2 separate regions of the Mus musculus genome follow, and region 2 is linked to region 1. Evidence: chromatin contacts called from public HiChIP or PLAC-seq data. All regions are on one chromosome and are shown on one strand. The core of a region is the stretch at or near the end of the contact, and the rest is flanking DNA. Distances in the headings are between cores, read along the strand shown. Region 1 has its middle 14 kb from the start of Akr1b3. Region 2 has its middle 12 kb from the start of Akr1b7.

What was found. HiChIP or PLAC-seq counts read pairs in DNA pulled down with a chosen protein or histone mark.
Region 2: an H3K27ac HiChIP or PLAC-seq map of embryonic stem cells shows a contact between it and region 1, with 6 read pairs. The contact joins two enhancer-like sites. A contact is called at or near these places in 1 of 39 promoter capture datasets (macrophages), 1 of 484 Hi-C or Micro-C datasets (forebrain), 2 of 115 datasets of contacts at active chromatin or transcription factors (double positive thymocytes and embryonic stem cells) and 3 of 9 other capture datasets (adipose tissue, liver and pancreatic islet).

The regions. Positions count from the first base shown.
Region 1 is chr6:34,328,719-34,334,514 of GRCm38.p6, forward strand. No RefSeq gene overlaps it. Among named protein-coding and RNA genes, the nearest start is that of Akr1b3, 14 kb to the left of the region's middle. Within about 2 kb of position 3,318, at least 13 of the 459 cell types and tissues checked have an H3K27ac peak or open chromatin away from gene starts, as enhancers often do. A contact at or near this core is called in embryonic stem cells, where this site is marked.
Region 2 is chr6:34,397,760-34,403,555 of GRCm38.p6, forward strand. No RefSeq gene overlaps it. Among named protein-coding and RNA genes, the nearest start is that of Akr1b7, 12 kb to the right of the region's middle. Within about 2 kb of position 2,387, at least 23 of the 459 cell types and tissues checked have an H3K27ac peak or open chromatin away from gene starts, as enhancers often do. A contact at or near this core is called in embryonic stem cells, where this site is marked.

The sequences.
Region 1 (5,796 bases), core at 2,068-4,567:
AGGTTGGACTTTATACCGGGAAGAAATCAACCCAGACAAACAGCTCCTATTCTTCAGGGTTGCTCCCACTGTCTGCAGCAGGGGTTCATAGCTGCATGGTGATATGGCCTTTCAGGAAGAGGTGTTTGTGTGTGTGTGTTGCTACTAATGAAGTAGCTTGCATACATTTTACTTTTGTGTTATCATTTTTATTAACAATAAACTGCATACATGTTTATGATATGCCAAAGACTGTGCTATATAGCATGCATATTGCAGTTCATTTGTTTATCAAAACAGCCTCATGAAAGTATGTTTTGCCACTGTCCTGGCTAGTGGTAAGTCCTTGTGGAGCTGGGCCATGTGGTAGTCAACAAAGAATGAGTATGAACATCGCACAACAGAGCTTGGCTGAGGGCAGTTCTTTGAGATCTTCCTTTAAAAAGTTTAAAGATGGTTGAATCTTTGTCAGAAGGGGAAACAAATAGATATTGGAGGTGGATGGGAGGAGGGAACTGAATGGAAGAGGAAAGGGGGATGGGCAGAGGAGATCATAGAGAAGGGAGATCTGCTGGGGAAGGGCAATCAACCTCTAGGAAGTACCAGAGACCTGGGATGGGGAGAGGCCCCAGAGGGTCTATGGGAGCGAGATTGCTAGCAGTGGGGGACATGGATCCTGAAGTGGCCACTTCTTGCAGCCAGGCAGGACTCCCAGGGGAAGGATAAGAACAGCAACCCACAGACAAAGCCTTCTACCCAAAATGTGTCCTACCTACAAGATGTGCAGGGACAAAGATGGAGCAGAGACCAAGAGAGTGGCCAGCCAATGACTGCCCCAAATTGAGACCTATCCCATGGCCAAGAACCAATCCCTGACAGTATTAATGGTACTCTGTTATGCTTGCAGACTGGAACCTAGCATAACTGTTCTCTGAGAGTCTCCAACTAGTAACCAATAGCTAGAGATGCAGAGACCCACAGCCAAACATTAGATGGAGCTCAGGGAGTCTTACTGAGAAATTGGGAGAAGGATTGAGGGACCCAAAGAGGACAGGGACTCCACAGGAAGACCAACAGAGTCAACTAACCTGGACCCTTGAGGTCTCCCACACACTGAATCACCAACCAAAGAGCGAACACAGGCTAGACCTAGGCTCCCTGCATATGTGTAGCAGACGAGCAGCTTGGTCTTCATGTGGGTCCCTCAACAACTGGAGCCAGGGTTGTCCCTGAGCCTGCTACCTGCCCACCTGTGGATCCCACGCCCCTAAATGGACCACCTCCTCTGGCCTCAGTGGAAGACCATGTGCCTAGTCCCAGAGTGACTTGATGTGTATATAGGGGATAGAGAGGGGGAGTTCTTCTGACAAGGGGAAGGTAAAATGTAGGGAGAACTTGCATGAGGGGGTACTAGGAGGAGGTGAGGAAGGGCTGATACTGGGTTGTAAAGTGAACAAATAAATGTAATAAAAAAGATTTTCCCACTAATTATAGTCCATTCAGAGGCTTAATAAAAAAATTTTAACTACATTGATTCTCTCTTCCTCTCCTATGTATGTGTATGTGCCTAGCTGTGTGTATGTGTATATATGTAGGTGAGCATGTATATATATGTATGTGAGCATGTGTATATATGTATGTGAGCATGTGTATATATGTATGTGAGCATGTGTATATATGTAGGTGAGCATGCGTGTATATATATATGTGAGCATGTGTATATATGTATGTGAGCATGTGTATATATGTAGGTGAGCATGTGTATATATGTAGGTGAGCATGTGTATATATGTATGTGTGTATATAGGTCATAGGACAGCTTGCAGGAGTTTGTTCCTCTTTTTCCCCATGAGGAGCTCTGGGATCGAACTCAGAATGTCAGTCTTGGTGGCAAGTGCTTCCATCCACTGAGCCATTTTGCTGACCTAACCTCATCATCCTAGTGTTGATGATGATGATGATGTGTATGAGAGATTTACCTGCATGTACATCTATATGTGTACAGCATGCCTGCCTGGTGTCCTCAGAGCCCGGAAGAAGGTGTCAGATCCCTGGGAACTAGAGTTACAGATAGTTGTGAGTTGCCCTGTGGGGTGCTGGAAATTCGGTTTCCATCTTTACCTTTTTCTACGTTATAGGAAGCAGCCGTATAAACTTGTAAACACTCACTCGACTTTTCTTTCCATTTGTCCATTTTTCAGACCGTGTCTCACTATGTAGCTCTGACCTGTTTGGAAACTCATTACGTAGACCAGGCTATGGACAATTGAAATACACTCCCTTCTAGAACGTTACTTTACAGTTTGCTTCATCCAGTTGCAAGATTTCTTATTCACTAAAGAAATGAGGCCAAGAACAAAGCTTCCCGCTTTCCTTCCTGGAGGAAGCAACTCTGGGATTTGGTGTGTCTAACTTGAGATAGAGATGGTCAGTTTGACACAACCTAGCATCTTAATGACGAGTTCTCTAGAGAAGCTTGGCCTGTGGGCAGGTCTCTGGGAGTGAGCATCTTGATGGTTAATTGATGTAGGAAGACCAAGACCATGTGTGTGGCACCATTTCATAGGCGAGGCCCCAGAAGGGGAAACCTAGCTGAGCGCTAAGCAGTAACCAAGCAGTAACCAAGCACACGTTCATTCTTTTTCTGCTCTTGACCTTGTTTTGTGTTCCCACCTTGGCTTTCCCACAGCAATTGGCTGGAACCTGGAACTGTAATCCAATGGACTCTCCACGCTACTTTTAAAAAGAATATATTATCCCCAGCAACATAAATGAAACCAGAACAAAGACTTTCAGTCTCCGTGGGAGAGCAGTCCCTACTGTCCCTGGAAGTCAAGGCTCAGGATGACCTCAGTGAAGGCTTGCTGCCAAGCCCTGATAAGGCCAAAGGAGAGCAAGAAAAGGAACTGAGATAGAGTCTTCAGTTGCTGAAAATAGTCAGGTGTATGAAACCTCTGCTAGGCCTATCTGTGTTTATCACGAAGTCTGGCTTTAGCGAAGAGCCTTGCAAAGCTGATTTAGCGCAGACCTCTCTTCCTCAAAACCTGGTCACACTCCTTGCCTTGCCTGACCATTCTCACACATCGTCACACACGTCCTTATACCAGTTTAGCTATGATTCACCTCATCTATGGTATTTTCCTCTTAGTAACTATCTACCCACCAACCCCTGTGAGGAGCCGCCCTCACATTCGCCATTACAAGATGGCGCTGACATCCTGTGTTCTAAGTAGTAAACAAGTAATCTGCGCATGTGCCAGGGTAGTTTTCCACTCCTTGTGCTCTGCCTTCCCCTTGTTGACAACTCGGCTGATGGGCTGCAGCCAATCAGGGAGCGACATGTCCAAGGCGGAGGACAATTCTCTTTAAAAGGGATGGGGTTTTGCCACTCTTCGCTCTGTAAGCTGATGCTCTCACTCTCAAGACGCATTAAAACTTTACTGCAGAAGGATCCTGTGTGCCCTGTCAATCCTACTGGCGGGAGGTAGCGCGGGACAAACCCCCACACCTCACCTTGGTTTTAAATTCCTGCTTGCCCATGCAGGATTTAGACTTGAGCCTTGAGCCTCATCTCTCCTCCACTGGAGTGCCCAGAGGCAGGGGTTCTGAAAACATTCTTCCTTGTGCCTTAGTAACTACCCTTGACTGATTTTCTTTTTTTTTTTTTCAGCAACACTTAACTTCATTCTGTGGATGGGCACTAGTATGGTAATACCCTGGGTGTGCATTGCTAGGCAGGGATCACGTCAGCAGTACTGCCCTGTAGAGGTGACCACAGGATTGCCACTGGAAGTGGGTGGCAACGGCTCTGTGCCAGTGGGAGGGATGAACACACGGGCGGTTACTGGAGCTATTTATTTTCCACATTCAATTCTCAGTAGGCAGCAGTAATTTCTAAATGCTTCCCTCACTTACCTATGCTAAGAGAATTTTTTTGAAAAATATCTTTGGTCTCCCTGGGCTAAAATTATGAACAGGACTTTGGGATAGCTAAGCAAATGGGATGGAAATGTTTAGTGGAACCTAAAGAGGAAGGAGAAGCCGGGGATAGAATCAGCTTCTTGACCAGCTTTCCTTAATTTGGATCATTCATTCATTCATTCATTCACTCACTCACTCACTCACTCACTCACTCACTCACTCACTCATTCATTCATTCATTCATTGATTCCTTCCATCCCTCCATCACTGAATATGTATGTATACATGTCCTTGTATTCAGTTTGATAAATGAATAACACTTTACCATTTTAAATATAACATTTATAAAAATACTAATGCGCACAGTATCTTTTGTCCACAAAAAGTTACGTGATTCTCTATTTCCTGCAATGAGATCCATTCTGAGAAATGACACTTTAGACGCTATGCAGCCGCATTAACCAGTTGGCTTGCTACCTTAGCAATCTCTTTCAGCAGATTCATGTCCGGACTGGAGAGGTGGCCAAGGTCAGGGGTGCTAGGTGCTCTTACAGAGGACAGATTCAATTCACAGACCGTGTCGGGTGGTTCATGACTGCCTGGAACCCCAGTTCTAAAGTGACAGTCTCTTCAGCCTGTGCCCACCTGAGTGCATACTGGCAGATAGAAATATATACATGTACACTAAAAAGATTCATGCCTGATAGAGATAAAACTTAGAGCGCGCATCACTGCTGACCTCAGGAGCTTCTTAGAAGACTTATTCACTCACTTGAAGAGAACGTTGATGAGAATTTTTAACATCAAAATTTCCTTGGATTTTTTTTTTTTTATTGAAAACTCACTGCCTTGCTGGTCTTCCCCTCTTAACCATCAGGTTGTGATTCTCACATAATCCTAATCAAACTCTACCCTTCTCTTCTATTAAGCCTTAAACTAGACTTAAAATTCCCAGTGGATTTCCTGCTTTTGCCCTTGATCCCTGAATTGACAATAAGACTCTATGGTCTTCTAACAGGAACAATAGATTGTTTGATGCTATGCTGAGGACCCCATATGCTACAAAAGTCCTTCTCTTAACATATCAGCATCACAGACTTTAGGTCGGAACATACTGTATGAGAAAATTGTTTTTAATAATTAAGCTCTTGAAGTATATACAAGTCACTTAAATCAGATATCGACAGCAAGAAAAGTTCAGGTTTTTTTAAAACTAGTTTTTAAAAAGAACACGAAAGTAAATGAGTTTAGGAAGTTTAATACTCCAGGGAACGATCAGAGGGCTTCATCTTCCAGTAACCGGATACTGCACGGTTATCCACGGACTGGCTGATCGAGGACTGGGCCAGAGAGCTGGCTGATTTTGTAAGATTATCTGGATGGTTTATTTTTAGGTGAATTAATTATTTAGTCATTCAGGTGAATTAATTATTGAGTCATTGGTGATAGGATGCTGCCAGGAGTACTGAACTTCTAGATGAAGATTAAGATGGTCTCACTATTTAAAAAAAAAAAATCAGAACAATCCTTTTGGAGTTTGATGCACCTACAGGTTTTGATTGTAGTGAAATCTTTTATAGCCAGAGCATTGCAAGAGCCAATTCTCCTTTTGGTTGTAACACTGTCAAAAAGTTTCTTGACAAGCCTTTAGCAAATGTCACACCTTGCCTAGTGGCTTCTTCTCCAATGTATCATTCCCAGTGCGTGTGTCTGCCATGACTTCCATTTATCCTGTCACTGTAGACTTCACCATCTTAGCAAACACACCAAGAAACAGGATTGCTTGCAGAATCTTATCAGAGGCAAGGACAGAGGGAAGACCCACCAGCTTTCTGAACTTGTCTGGTTTTTATGCTATTGTTCCTTACTGAAGTTTTGATACCAAAATCCTCACTT
Region 2 (5,796 bases), core at 1,137-3,636, 68 kb after region 1:
TTTGTTTCACTTTTCAAAACAGGGTTTCTTTGTGTAGTCCTGGCTGTCCTGGAACTCACTTTGTAGATCAGGTTGGCCTCAAACTCAGAGATCGGCCTGCCTCTGCCTCCTGAGTTCTGGAATCAAAGGTGTGAGCTATCACACCAGGCCTCAATTATTTATTTATTTATTAATTATTATTATTATTATTATTATTATTTTTGTTTTTTTTTTTTTTTTTGTTTTTTGAGACAAGGTTTCTCTGTATAGCCCTGGTTGTCCTGGAACTCACTTTGTAGACCAGGCTGGCCTCGAACTCAGAAATCTGCCTGCCTCTGCCTCCCGAGTGCTGGGATTAAAGGCGTACACCACCACCACCCGGCTCTCAAATGTTTTTTTAAAAAGAAATTTATTCAGGAACTAAGTGGACGACTGCTCTATAGAACTCCATGCCTGTTTTCCATAATCAATGTTCACTGACGATCACTGTGTCACCCCATTCTCTGCTGCCCACAGGCCTAGTTATGTTCATATAAATATCCTGCTTCTCTCTTCTCCAGGCACATGGTGCTCGGGCATGTGTGCACACTTGCAGTCCAGGCTTCCTAGTCAGATGGCTCCCTCTGCAGTTGCTCAGTGGGGGCTTCTGATAGGAGGTCGAAGTTCTACAGAAAGAGAAAGGCAGGTGGTGCATCTATCTTCTCTAGTGGTGTTTCAGCAGCAGTGACGTTTTCTGAGTAACTCCAGCTCTTCCTTCGTGCCTGCACATAGATTCCAATCCTTCCGGTTGACACCACTTCTGGGGTAGGACATCCCTCTTCCTCCTGTATCCTCTCATACCTAGGACTGGCCGTCTCTTCCTGCTGCTGCCAACCTTGGAAATGACCTCATACCCTCCTGATTGATATCCCAGCGCTTCCATCAAGGTTTCAGACGGGTGGTGCACCCTAGGGAAGCTCTGAGGTTTCTTTCACTGACCTTTTCTGACTTGTGGTAGTCACCAATACCCCCAAGGCTCTTTGCTATGTAGCTGCTCTTCTTTGTGTCTCCATCTGCCTTCCCATGACATTCTGATGCCAGTCATTGGATTTATGAGCCATCCTCACTATTCTTCTCTCCCACCAAGACAAGAGCTGCAATGTCTTAGAGGGAAGTGGGTTTGTGAGAATAAAACTAACCTCAAGGCTAGCCCCTTCTCTAAGAGCCTCTTTTCCACTGGGCGGTGGTGGCACACACCTTTAATCCTAGCACTTGGCAGTCAGAGCAGCAAGATCCAGACTGATAATCTCCCTCTCCCCCTCCCCCCTCTCTCACATATACACACACACTTTCTCCCTTCCTCCTTCTGCTGCTTCCTCCTCTTCTTTCTTCCTTTCTGTCTCTCTCTGTTTCTCTCTCTCCACTCTCACTAGCACAAATGCGCGAGCATGCACGCGCGCGCACACACACACACACACACACACACACACATCACTCACATGATTTTCAGAACGCATTACCAATCAAGTGTCCTCTCATAGGTTCAGAGACAGAAGGAGAGACCTGTAAGTTGGAAGTCACGACCCCACTAAAGGCTTAATACTTCTGCATCTTCCAGAGTAAGTTCCCTTCTGTGGACTTGCTGTGACTCAGAGCTCGGCTCTTTCTGACCCTGCACCCACTACTCTTTGACCAATTGCAGCAGTTCCTAAAGGCCTCAGGTCCCTTCAGTGACCATTTCCCCTTTCTTTTTCTCTTTTCCCTTCCCTTCCCTTCCCTTCCCTTCCCTTCCCTTCCCTTCCTTTTTTTTTTTTTTTAATTTCATTCAATATATTCTGGTCCTGGTTTCTCCTCCTGTTGGCTCTCTGCTGGCAGGTCCAGGCAAGAGGAGAGAACCCGGTCCAGCCGAGTTTCTCCGAGACTGAATGGGATGGTGAGTGTCGACAGCCCAAAACGAACACACCCGGGCCCAGAGTCTTGTCAAAGCAGGAAATCACTTTATTAAATTAGGCACTTGCTTATATAGAGAAGGCAAGGAGGTGGGGGTAGGGGAATGAGGTGGTGTGGGGTGATCTCATGGAGCCTATAAGAACTTGACAGCGATAGTAGTGGGTCTTTAGGTTGTGCTGAGTCATTCTCAAGCAGAGGAGATTGACAGGTCTCGAAAATTGAGCCAGGCTCAGGTTTGTCCTCAAGGCCCAAACTAAAGCCAAATAAGGCCCAACACCTTCCCTCAATTCCTCCCAGATCCTCCTCGCCTCCCCACAGACCCAATACTATACATCCTTTCTTTCTCTTTGTCTTTAGACAGCAAACAAGCAAAGCAAAACAAAACCCCAACTAAACAAAAACCCAAACCAAACCAGGAGACACGCATACGCATAGTACACAGTACCCCTTAGCAACACAAAAGAAACCATCGGTTTTGCCTGAGCTCCGACTGGAAACTGTGACCTCAGGAACCCAAACCTTCCTGCTCCTCTGAGCCCTTCACTAGGGTCCAGCATCTCTCTGTAAGTATTTTACAGCAGCAAAGAGAAAGGGAACAAGCACCACTATCAAAGTCAGCCAAACCTTAAGGGGTTCATTCACCTGGCTAGAGATAAAGGAAAGAGAAAAACAGTGTAAGCCATGGGGCTAAAAACCAAACAAGACAGAGTTAGTACAATGCCAAGAAAGAAGGAGGCAGCCTTCTCTACTTTGCACCCCCAGGAAAGGGAACCAGGATGAAATGTCACATTGTCTCACCTCAGGAGAATCTGAACCCTGTGTACCAACAGCACAAATAACATAGAAGCACAAATAACATAGAAATAACATAGAATCTCCTTTCTTTGCTTTCTCATATCCACTGACCCCCAAATGATGTCGTTAAAATTCTCCCACTATCTGCAATCCAAGCTATGGCTAAGGAAAGGAAAGCCATGTCATTCCACCATTTCAAAGTATTTAACAAATGATGGCACTATTTACCCAGTCCCCATCTGGAGTCTGATTTCAGTGAATGCCTGCATGTATGGGTGCTGATGAACACTGTTTTCAGCAGCTCCAGGAGGCTGCTGGAGTCAAGAACCCCACTGATGCTGATCTGAGTTCATCTGTTCTAGGAAATGGTCATCGGAGATTAGCAGAGAGAAAAGAAAGGAAAGGGCAAGTAGGGGCCTTGGAAAAATCACTATCCTAGTGGCCAGAACGGGCCTGGGAAGCCTGGCCTTGAGAAGGAAGAGATGAGAAAGCCTGCATGGCTTCCAGCCACATCAGTACCCAGAATGCACAGATACTCTCCACTCTTTGTCACTTATTAACTCTTTGTTTTCTTATTAACAAATGAGGAGGTATCAAAGGAAAACACAAAAGAATAGAAAGAAACACATCACCCATGTGTCAGCCCCAAATAACGTCACACCATGGCCATACCTATATCCTTTCCACAGGTTGCTGGCTACTCAAGTGTTATAGCTGACTTAAATCAGGTCAGAACTTGTCCATCACTAAACTGAATCTAGAATTGCAATCTTTAAAATCAAAAGATTTCCTCTCCTCAGGATCTCTTCACGCATGAAAATTCCACCCTCACCTTTTTTCTCTCAGTGACTAAGCGCCTATCTGCATGAAATCTGTTTAGCTGTCCAGCAGCCTTCTATGCTAAACTTACTGAACTGTGGTGAACAAAGAGAAAAACAGAACTTGAAGCAGATGTTAGATGCCAGATGGTAGATGATGTCAACTTTATGGAAGTCGGTTGACGTGATGTTTTGATGTTTTGTCCCTACAGGTGGAAAACCTTAACACACACCACAATATATTATTAAATTTAAATACTTTAGTCAAAAGTCCATAAACATTAAAAAAAAAAAACCTATCTATATCCTTCCATACATGTAAGTGGACAACAAGCAAAAAATGTGGTATAACTGTGGTATAATTGAGGAATAGCTCAGTGGGTAAGATTCCTTCCTGCTCTTCCAGGAGAGTTCAGTCCCTACCACCCATGTGTGGAGTTTCACAGCTACCCATAATTCCAGCTCCAGGGAATCAGGATTCCCTTTTCTGGCCTCTGCAGATATTCACACAGAAATTTTAAAAAAAAGTAAAATTTAAAAACGGTGCATAGAGACAATGGAACAATAATCCCCACCCCCGAAAGTCTCATCCTCAAGGCACCGAGAGATCCAGAAAGGTTCTACGTACACAATGTTAAAATATGGACATCTTTTTTTATTTTTATTTTTTTAATATTTATTTGTTTATTTATTTATTTTGGGTTTTTGAGACAGGGTTCCTCTGTGTAGTCCTGGCTGTCCTGGAACTCACTTTGTAGACCAGGCTGACCTCCGAACTCAGAAATCTGCCTGCCTCTGCCTCCCGAGTGCTGGGATTAAAGGTGTGTGCCACCACGCCCGGCTATTATGGACATCTTTTATGAACAAGTTCTTATGCTAGCTATGGAACATACATAGAAAGCTGAAAAAGAAATAATATAAAGACACAAACATAGGGAGATGGGAAACAGACCACATCAGTAATCCCAGGACTTAGTAGGTGGAAGCGTGGGGATCAGGAGTCTAAGGTCATCCATCGTAAGGCATAGTGCTAGTTCAAAGCCACCGTGGACTGCATGTGACTCTGTCTCAATAAAACAGACACAAGAAATGCATAGGAACTGCAACTCCAGGAACTCAGCAGCAACAAAGGAAAATCAATAGAGCTTAGGAAGTATGGTTCTTCAGAAAAGGATCGAGTAGCTTCACCTTTCACTAAACAAACAGTGCAGTCATTATCTCGTTGTAAGCTTGGAGTAGCTCATAAACTTGCTTGTCTTGAAAACAAATACCATAGCAGCATTGCAAAACAGAGGAATGGGTTTGTTTTGATATTTGATTTTCATAAAATAGTGCCACAAAAGCAAATATGTGTAGCCTATCCAAGATGATGGATTAATAGTAAAAGTTAATGTAATATTTACTATTAATAAGTTAGTATAATATATTTGGTCTTAATCTTTCAAAAGTTAATTATTATTATAAACAATTAATTATAAGGACATGTTTTTGAGAATAAGAATAGTCACCTGGTTGTATAGATATTACCAAGTACATTCTCTTAAATGTGTGCTGGATCCGGCATAGCTGTGTAAGGAGGGGTGTGACATTGTTCCTGCCCCTGGAGCACCACCAGGCTGTTGATCCCATAACCCCCATGCTGATGGCTGTGTTGCCCCATAGTTGATCTGCTGTCTTTACTACTCCACTTTCCATCCTTTTTTTCTGGGGAATATACTTCCCCCATTACTCAGAGATAGTCATGCCATAGTAAATGAAACAGATGACGTTTTCAGGAATGAGGAATGGAAGAGGTCATGAGGCTGTGGAGGACGAGGAACAGGCTTTCTGCTTGACCTTCAGGGTCATGGGAAAAGATCTAGACAATATAATCGTAAGGGCCATCAAAACCTACATGGTCCTTTTTGGAAATGGTTCATTTCCAGACTTGGCCTCATTGATTTTGGAATCATGAGAAAGCATGAGTACCCTCCAGTCCAATGACGGCTGCATTGATTAACCAGGAAGAATTCAGAGACATTAAGGACAGAGAGTTAAAGTGGTCTCAGGAAGGAAGGGTGTGGATAGAAAATAGAGGAATTTATATATGATCTACGAATAAATAGTATTAGAAAGAGAGTACATGAGGTTATGGAATTGCTAAGATAAGGAAACGAGGATTAAAGAATTAAAAGATGATGTAGAAGCGTATAAAAAGTTAGTACTCTGTTTTTCTCTGTTTGAAGAACTGAAGATAACAATGCCTGGAAAAATATTAGCGAGAGTTAACTGCTTT